2 separate regions of the Sus scrofa genome follow, and region 1 is linked to region 2. A link is a contact called in public targeted proximity ligation data. All regions are on one chromosome and are shown on one strand. The core of a region is the stretch at or near the end of the contact, and the rest is flanking DNA. Distances in the headings are between cores, read along the strand shown. Region 1 holds the start of STAMBP (STAM-binding protein). Region 2 holds the start of BOLA3 (bolA-like protein 3).

What was found.
Region 1: a targeted proximity ligation map of alveolar macrophages shows a contact between it and region 2. A contact is called at or near these places in 2 of 5 promoter capture datasets (fetal liver and fetal skeletal muscle), 8 of 47 Hi-C or Micro-C datasets (embryonic fibroblasts, fetal liver, fetal skeletal muscle and 4 more) and 1 of 2 datasets of targeted methods (alveolar macrophages).

Annotation. Positions count from the first base shown.
Region 1 is chr3:69,186,621-69,191,457 of Sscrofa11.1, forward strand. STAMBP (STAM-binding protein) reads right to left here and starts at 1,636. Exons shown (of 10, transcript XM_003125008.4): 1 at 1,525-1,636.
Region 2 is chr3:68,881,600-68,886,513 of Sscrofa11.1, forward strand. BOLA3 (bolA-like protein 3) reads left to right here and starts at 1,848. Exons shown (of 4, transcript XM_003481180.4): 1 at 1,848-2,037; 2 at 4,617-4,740. The coding sequence starts at 1,984.

The DNA.
Region 1 (4,837 bases), core at 386-2,885, 300 kb after region 2:
AACAATAGCTTACATTTTTTCCCATTATTTCTCTTCTCAGCTCCCCATTTCTATCCACCCTTGACCTGGCAGAGAACACTCAATGAATTTTCATGATCCTAAACTGACTTCAAGTTGATCATTTTAACCTGAGAGTAACTGACGTTTCCCTATACTTTTTCATACTTGAGCAGAAGGTTAGTTAGGGGAAATGGCATAGGAATGAATGCTTATAATCCTAACTCTGCTCACGGAATCACTCTTCCAGTCAATCTACATCACATCATTTCAGGGCAAGGATTTTTGATCTAGAACGCAATTTATTGGAATCTATCTTCAAAGACTAAGCGCTCTTCGAATAACAAAAGGACACAAAGGTAACTTGAAAGAAAAAAAAAAAAACACAACACAACAAAACACCACCTGGGACTCATACTGCAGTAATCTACAATCTTTCTCTCTCTTTTTTTGGCCAGGCCCAGGGCATGCAAAAGTTCCTAGGCCAGGAAACGAACCTGTGCCACAGCAGTGACCCAAGCCACAACAGTGACAACACCAGATCCTTAAGCCACTGAGCCACCAAGGAACCCCTCTAGAATCTTTCTGGATATTGCTACTGCTAGAATCAGATTCTAACTTCCAACCTTACATACTGAATTACAGCACACCCTAACCAGCATGTTCTAGAATATACACAAGCTACCACAGGTTTTGAAATTCAAGACCCTGTGTCAAATGGCCCATTTTTTCCTTTGAATCTTAAACCTTACTCATTCCCCACAGAGATCTTTTGCTTCAGTCATGATTCATATCTGCCTAGAAACCTTTACATTTCAGTTTCATTTGTCTATACACTGTTGTTGTTTTCCACTCCAACCCCTCCCTAAGAGATAGTTTTCTCCAGGCCAATTCTATCTCTAAGTGACACTTTCTCCACCAAGCTGCTGCTTCTCATACACCCCCATAGTACAAAAGCTGTGGGGACTACCAGGGATGTAGAGGCATTCTGTCTCCTGTAAGGAGCCTTTTTAAGGGCTCAGAAAGCCACTAGCAAATCTAAAACCTCCCCCAGTTGTCTAATTAGTAAATTCAGGGCAAAGCCCATCAAAGCTATCTGAAACAGAGGAAGCTCGTTGCTCTTCCCTGTCTCTCTGTAGAGGATATTTTTGTCGCGAATGGAATCCACTCCCGAGACCAGCAGGTGGTGCCCAGTACTACAGAGCTGAGCAATACTCCAGAGAGGTGGTGCCGTAAAGGACCAAGGGGTAAACATGAGAAGGAAAAAGGAAGCAGCGGGAAGAGCGATGGGGGCGTATACAGCGGAGAGGGACCTCTTGACAACAGCATAAGGGCCCATGAGGTAGGCGGGGGCGCGCTGGGCCCGACTGGGCACCGGAGCCGTCAGGGAACTCGCGCGCAGAGGGCTGGGCAGGCGGTGCGGGGAGGAGTGGGCTGCAGGTCCCACACTCACGGCCGCCACTCCGCGTCACTGTCAGACCACGCTCAGCACCCAAGCCCCACCACATTCCCGGGACCCTTCCCCACCTGTCCCCGCGAATGACTCTCGGAGCTTCCGTAAACGTCACATCCGGCCCCCGCCCCGCCCCCTCCAACTGGGCTATCAGTTAAACTCCCAAGAACTTAGGACCCGGGGCAGTGTCTGGGGGCGGGGTTAGAGCTGTCACCTGCGGAAAAAAACCCACCAATGAGAAGAGAGCTGGGGGGAGGCCATTTTGGTAAAGGAAAATCAGCGCGGAAGGAGTGGGAAACAAATAAAGGACCCAGCTAACTTTTGTTTTTAGATTAATACGAACACCGTAAATGGACCGATGCATTCCCTCCGAGTGAAAAGCTACACGAGTTGTAATGCAACATATCTTAAACAAGCTTAGAAAGTATGGAATCAAATAAAATCTATTACATAAAGCATACATTTTTTGGAATTAGAGTCTGGTCACTCAGGTTTACCCCATGCCTTCACGTCCTTCATATTTGTGAGGTGTGTTAAATGCTTATGTCAATTCTGAAAGCTACCTTGTCCCAGTTCTTTGGAGAAAACTGTACAAACTCTATTAAAACTGATTGCAAGTTGACCCCTATCACTATCAGCCTGTCCATGCCCTATATCTTCTACTAGGTGTGTCTGAATGAATGTCATTGGAAAATCAGGAGATGAGCTGTGTTTTTACTTTTATTTTTATAGCTAAATACATATCCTCGGGTCTTCTCTGTGTGGAAATTTGCTCTCTGTGAATTTTCCTTCACTTATTTTTAGAAATTACTCAATTCTCAGCTCGATTTCACCTTAGTTTTGTTCATTGCCACATTCAGAAACTTAGTGTCCAGAGAAACCTTTGTGGCCAGAGAGGCCGCAGTGGACTCCTTGGCTGTTAAGGTCCATCTTGGCTGTTGGCAAGGTTTTCAGAGGAAGAGTAATTCGGTAGATGAGCAGTCATTCTAGCGGTTTCCACTAGTAGAATCTAAAAGTAAATTTCAGACTTCTCTTTTGGCGCCCTGGGTTAAGGATCCATCACTATCTCTCCAGAAGCTTGATTCGATCCCTGGCCCATGAACTTCCACATTCCATAGGCAGCGAAAGATAAGTTTTTAAAAGTAAATTTCATTTTGGGGGGAGGGAGTGGGATGGACTGGAAATTTGGGGTTAGTAGATGCAAACTATTGCATTTGGAGTGGATAAGCAATGAGATCCTGCTGTATAGCACAGGGAACTATATCTAATCACTTGTGATGGAATACGATGAAGGATAACGTGAGAAAAAGATGGTGTATATACGTGTGTGTATAGCTGGGTCACTTTGCTGTACAGTAGAAATTGATTGAACATTGTAAATCAACTATAATAGAAAAAATTAAAATCTTATCAAAAAAGTAAATTTCATTGTGTAAACTTTTTTTTTTTTTTTTTTTTTTTTTGTCTTTTTGCCTTTTCTAGGGCCGCTCCCGCGGCATATGGAGGTTCCCAGGCTAGGGGGTCTAATCGGAGCTGTAGCCACCGGCCTACGCCAGAACCACAGCAACGCGGGATCCGAGCCGCGTCTGCGACCCACACCACAGCTCACAGCAACGCCAGATCCTTAACCCACTGAGCAAGGCCAGGGATCGAACCTGCAACCTCATGGTTCCTAGTCAGATTCGTTAACCACTGCACCACGATGGGAACTCCTCATTGTATAAACTTTAACAACATTTTAGCCTCTACAGTTCTTTTTTGGGTACTGGTTAAATCATTTAAAAAATTATCATATGTTACAACAAAATTTACCCGTGAATTTAAAAAGCATATCTTCTATAACTATTTCTTTCTCAAAACAAATGTCTTTCAAAGCTTCATTAAGAAAAGACTTCTTAATGAATGGGGGTGCTCTGAAGGCAGAAGTAGAATGTGTACTAAAGAAAAATGTTCACATGGTTAATTATTTTTTTCTGTGAACTCATTGGAAATATAAAATAACAAATAGAATTTGTGTGTGTGTGTGTGTGTGTGTGTGTGTGTGTGTGTGTGTGTGTGTCTTTTTAGGACTGCACCCGCAGCATATGGAAGTACCCAGGCTAGGGGTTGAATCCGAGCTGCAGCTACCAGCCCACACCACAGCCACAGCAATGCCAGATCCCAGCCAGGTCTGCAACCTATGCTGCAGCTCTTGGCAACACCATGATCCTTAACCCACTGAGCAAGGCCAGGGATCAAACCCACATCCTCAAGGATGCTAGTTAGGTTCATTACCACTGAGCTATGCCAGGAACTCCCAAGTAGAATTTGAAAAGTAATTACTTGGAAAGATAAAGATGTGGAAAGAGCTGTTTACAAGAAGGGAAATAGAGCAAGTGTCCTGGGATCTTTTACTTTTATATATTATAAAGGCATGGAAATTATGTTCCTTTTCAGTTGGGAGTTGAAATTACCTTATGAAATTGTTCCTTGAGAAGGCTACAGTAAAACCAGTAACATTAAGATGAATCTGAGGTTTGGGGCTCCACCTACAGTTTGTTTGAAGAATGGTATCTCCAGTCACCAAGAAAAATATCTAGTTGGGAAAGTGACTTTTTATGCATTCTTGGAAAGGTTTTAAATGTGTGTGTATTCTTATAATTAATGCTTAAATTTGCACATAAGCAGTCAATTTTATTCTATATTTCTTTTCTTCCTTTGTTACCTTCTAGTTAGCTGTGAGTTATATGATTTATTTCCTAATAATTCAGAGCCATTTGTTTTAGGCAAGAGTGCCATTCACAAGGTTGAAAATTTCAACTAGAGTTAAATGAGCTAAGAAACTTTCTGACTTTTTTGTTGCTGTCTTTTGTCTTTTAGGGCCACACCCGCAGCATATGGAGGTTCCCAGGCTAGGGGTCAAATTGGAGCTGAAGCTGCTAGCCTACACCACAGCCACAGCAATGTGGGATACAAGCCACATCTGCGACCTACACCACAGCTCACAGCAACACTGGATCCTTAACCCACTGAATGAGGCCAAGGGTCGAATATAATCCTCATGGATGCTAGTCTGGTCCATGATGGGAACTCCCGTTATGACTCTGAATTGTACAATTTGGGTTGAGGAATTTTATCATTTTATATTTGGTTTACATATTTCTTTGCAAAAATGTTAGTGGATGACCAAGCACTATAACTTTGAATGTGAGATAGAGAATTGCATGCCATTGTATTTATACTCTTTGAAAAACATTCATTCAGTCAGTTGGTCAATCAACAAATATTGAGTACCTGCTATGTGCCAAACACTATTCAAGGCATTGGGCATATATTAGTGAATGAACCAGACAAAAATAAAACAACCTCCCCTCAAGGATCTTATAGTCTAGTGGTGGATGAAGAAGT
Region 2 (4,914 bases), core at 598-3,097:
CAAGGCCAGGGATCGAACACGCATCCTCATGGATACTAGTCGGATTCTTAATCTGCTGAGCCACAATGGGAACTCCTGAATGAGCACATTTTTAGCTGACCACTTTAAACAACTGTAGGTTCCTCCAACTTTTATCCCAAAACTGGGTTTGCCTCTTGGTGAGTGTCAAGCCAAATGACTCAACCATGTCAAAGACGGGGAGAAGGATTTATTACTTGCAGCAAGTAGGGAGAACATCAGGGACCTTCCCAACAGCAAAACTGGGGAAGTTTTAAGCTAAGCGTACATGCATATTCATGAAGGGGCTTGAGCAGAGGAGAATTTGGTTTAGAATTTGGGCAGAGGTTGACAGAGTCTAAGTTTTAGCTGAAGTCACAAGGGTCAGAAAATGTCAACATCATTCATTAGCTTTCAGTTGATCTGGAGGCTGAGAGCTTGAGGTGGGTGGGAGTGGTATTTGAATTCTGCAAAACTGCTCAAGAGTGTGTGACAGGCTAATCTACTGTTGAAGCAGAACTGGGAGTCTTTACAACTGATTTACTATCTTTGCTGTTGTTACTTCTCTTGTCTGGTAAGAGTCCGTCTGTTCCCACATACTTCTGTTTCCCTAAGATCATTAATTACTGAGACCCAAGATCTAACCCTTGTGGCCAGGCTTAGATCACAAATGACAGGCTGAAAATGGCTTATGTCAAAAATCCATGCCTGGTTCTCTGTTTCCGGGACCTTCTACCTATCTGCTTACACAACCCATCCAAGTGCAGCAGTGAACATACTGATTGCATAGGCAAAATGCAAGAGTAAAAAGAGCTGGTTCATCCTTCACGGTATACCAGACCACATGCTATATGCACATACTGCTAGAGAGAGAAAGGGCTTGGTTGAATTTCTGCTTCGAACTGTCTGAAGTATTCCAGACATGGGGCAGATTTGCTGACAATCCGTCCCTGATAGTGTCAGCTTCCCCTGCATTCTCAAAATGCCAAGGTCTGTGACTCCAAGCCTCCACCTCTGCTGAGCCGTGTCCTGCAGGCACCTTAAACTGAGGCAAATTCAAAACCAAGTTAGTCAATCCCCATCATCCCACGCCTAGCCCTCCTCCATCTATCCAAGTCAGAAACCTGAGCCTCATCCCTGCCACCTTCAGCCCTGCTACTTTCAGCCGGTCACTCCAGTCCATTCCTCCCAGGTGTCTCAATCTACTCCTCCCATCCCTGCTACCAGGTCTCCCCTTGGGTCTCCCCTCTCCTTCGGAACAGAAGCTGGGACTTCTGTCCTCCTCTCCAATTTCAGCCCCCTACTGTCTCCGCTCCTCAGTGATCTTTCTAAAGCACAAATCTGACAATGACTCCCCTCTTTAGAATCCTTCCCTGGTTCCTTCCTGGAGGGAGAAACCCAAGACCCTCTGTTTTGTTTTGTGTTTTTGTTTGTCTTTCTGTCTTTTCTAGGGTCGCTCCTGTGGAATATGGAGGTTCCCAGGCTAGGGGTCTAATCTGCCAGCCTACACCTGAGCCACAGCAATGCGGGATCCCAGCCGCATCTGCGACCTACACCACAGCTCACGGCAACGCCGGATCCTTAACCCACTGAGCAAGGCCAGGGATCAAACCCGCAACCTCATGGTTCCTAGTTGGATTCGTTAACCGCTGAGCCACGACGGGAACCCCCAAGACCCTCCGTTTAACAGCAGGGTGTGGGGTGGTGAGTGGGCACAGCGGCGGTCCACTTAGGGCACCAGGGTCCTTGGGACGAGGGGAAGTCCGAAGGCTGCATGGAGCCCCGGGTACTGGCTCTGTCCCCAGCCTGGGCAGCGGAGGCTGCTCGCGAGAGAAGGCGGAGGGCGGGGCCCCGGGCGTGCGGGGCGGCTCCCGGCCTCCAGACGGCAGGGGGCGGCCTCGCCCACGGCGGAGGTGGCTCGGGTTCCGGGTTCCGCGCCTTTTGGGAGACTCGGCGACCTCGGGCGGCGGGCCGCGTCGGCCGGGCATGGCTGCTTGGAGCCCGGCCGCGGCAGCGCCTCTGCTCCGCGGGAGCCGCGGGGTGAGCGCGGGCGGGGGCCGGGCTGCTCTCGCCGGGGCGGGAGACCGCGGGGCGGGCTGCGGCCAGAGCTGGAGCACCCGCTCGCGGAGGGCGGCGCGCCGAGCCGGGGGCCTCCGCGTTCTTTCTCTCATCCGTTGGTTCGTTCATCCAGCGGGCCCGGCTACGCGTAGTCGAAGTGTCAGGCCCGGCGCGGGCTGGGGGAGCTCCCGCGAACAGGGCGGGGGTGGAGGGCGAGGGGAACGGATGCGCAAACATTCTGAATACGGCGGCCACGGACCAAGCAGTGTTGATTTACCAGAGACGTGGGAGGCATAGCCGGGAGTCGCGGCGTGCATGCCAGGGACTGTGGCTGGGTCTGGGCTCCAGAACGTCCGCCCGGCTTCTGTGACCTTGACCCTCCCCAAATCCCACACTCCCCTAGTAGCAAGCCCGCAGAGGGCACTCCCCACGCGCTCTCCGAATTTTCTCTCCCCCTTTCTGATTCATCCACTTCTTTGGCTTTCTTCTCACATTCTTTCTTCTTTTGAACCTGCCTCCCCCAGGCATGACGAGCAATTCTCCTGGTGACTTCCAGCCTGGACAGTCCGCATTCCGGAGATTTTTGTCAGTAGATTGCTAGGTTTTTAAAAGCCACTGCCTGCAGATAGCTGAGATGAGGGAAGGTTTCTCCCAAGGAGTCAGCAGTGCCAACCACCCTGACCCCTTAGTGATTGCTTCTTCCGAGCCACCTGGTTACCCTCTGCCTTTGTCCCCCAGGGCACTGGCTTCAGGAGAGGTCCTAACCCCCCCACCCCATCTTACCCAGGCCCACAACATCAAGTGTCTGTCACATACAGCACTCAGTCTCCCTCCCAAGTCAGATCTTTCTCCTGACCTGCATTTCTGCTAAGTGTTAGAATCGAGATTTCTTTGCTGGTGATCCATAGGTATGCCCTGAATCACGTGGTTCTTCCCCTGTTCATTGATTCATTCATTCATCCATCACCCACATCTTCCGGAGGGCCTGCCCTGGGCAGTTCTGGAAGACTGCAGAACAGGACAGACTCAGTCTTGGCCTCTGAGACCAGTTGGTGAAAGAGTTAGTGCACAGGGCATTTAAAGGAGGTGATCTGAGATTCTTTAACTAACATAGGACCCTGCTCTGGGCCATCAGGAAAGGCCTAAGGATGAGCAGGACTAAGGGGATAAAGGGATGGTACCTTCAGCACCAGCCCTTGATGAACAGCGCTCTAAGGACCATCCTTCTCCAGTGGGGCTGCCTGATATTACTCCTTTGTAGTGATACTCTCGTATGGGCATCTTTCCTGACTTATCTTCAAATGCACTGTTACTTTGACACCAAGAATCTGTCTAACAGAACCCAAAGTCTTTAGCTTGACATTCAAGGCCTGCCATGCTCTGTTTTCATTCTCCCTTTTCAGCATGTGCTCAACCCAGTCAAGGGGCTGCTGACCTGGTCGTCTGCTAAGGGTTGAGACACATTCCCATCAGGAGCCCTGGCTCCTTGGGGTAGCCATAGGGGGAGGGGGAGTGCTGCTGCCCATGGTAAATCTAATAAGGTTCCTCCTTCAGGTCCTTTAACAGAATTCTGTTTCTTCTCTCCAGTGAGAATTGCAAAGAGGGTCATTCCCATTGTGGCGCAGCAGAAACGAATCCGACTAGGACCCATGAGGATGAGGACTTGGGCTTGATCCCTAGCCTTGCTCAGCGGGTTAAGGATCCGGCGTTGCTGTGGCTGTGGTGTAGGCCGGCAGTTGTAGCTCCGATGGGACCCCTAGTCTGGGAACTTCCATATACCTCCGGTGCAGCCCTAAAAAGCAAACAAACAAACAAAAAGAATTGCAAAGGGTAGCTGGCTTATCAAGCAATAGGTAAAGGGGTACATCCCACTGGAGAGAATGTGGAATGTTAATCAGGCCTAAGGGTGGGTGGCATTTGGCCTCATCAGTACGTGGTAATGACTGAGCCGGGTGGCCTGGCCTTTCCTGGTTCTGCATCTACTGATGGATCCAGCCTTAGACATTACCTAGTGCATCAGGCTCCTCACTCATAAAACTGTCCTCACAAGTTCCTCTTGTGGCTCAGCGGAAACGAATCTGACTAGGAGCTATGAGGATGTGGGTTCGATCCCTGGTCTCGCTCCTCGGGTTAAGGAGCCAGCATTGTGGTGAGCTGTGGTGTAGGTTGCAGACTCGGCTTAGATCTGGCATTGCTGTGGCTGTGGTATAGGACGGCAGCTAGAGCTCTGATTCAACCCCTAGCCTGGGAACTTCCACATGTTCTGGGTACAACTCTCAAAAGCAAAAAAAAAAAAAAAAAAAAAAAGTCATCATGATAGTGTCTCTCTCATAACATTATCACTAGTTAAACACCTATGGAATGAAGTTTGGGGCCTTGTCTCTACCATCAAAGTGAGTTATTTACAATTCCATTCCCTCCTCAAAATAAAGTTTGTTCTGCCTCCTGGGGAGCATAACGGAACACAGTGCAGTTGCCCTGCCTTAGCCTGGGGCCCTGCCTTGTGGGGGGAGGGCAGCCCCCCCCCACCACCACAGTGACTCTCCTCTGTTCTGTGGCAGCTCCCTCTTCTCCACTCTGCCCAGCGGATGTTTGCCTCGCAGACTGAGGGGGAGCGCAAAGTGACCCAAATTCTCAAAGAAAAATTTCCTCGAGCTACAGCTATCAAAGTCACTGACATTTCAGGTAAGATTTCTCCCTCATCTCTCCCACAGTTTGGTAGGATTTTTACCTGCTGAAGGGGCAGAGAGCAGGAGGCTTGGTGGGAACTCATCATCTCTGGCTTTTCCACACATAAGGCTTTTGTTTTTTTTTGGGGGGGGGTGCCCACACCTGCAGCATATGGAAGTTCCCAGTCTA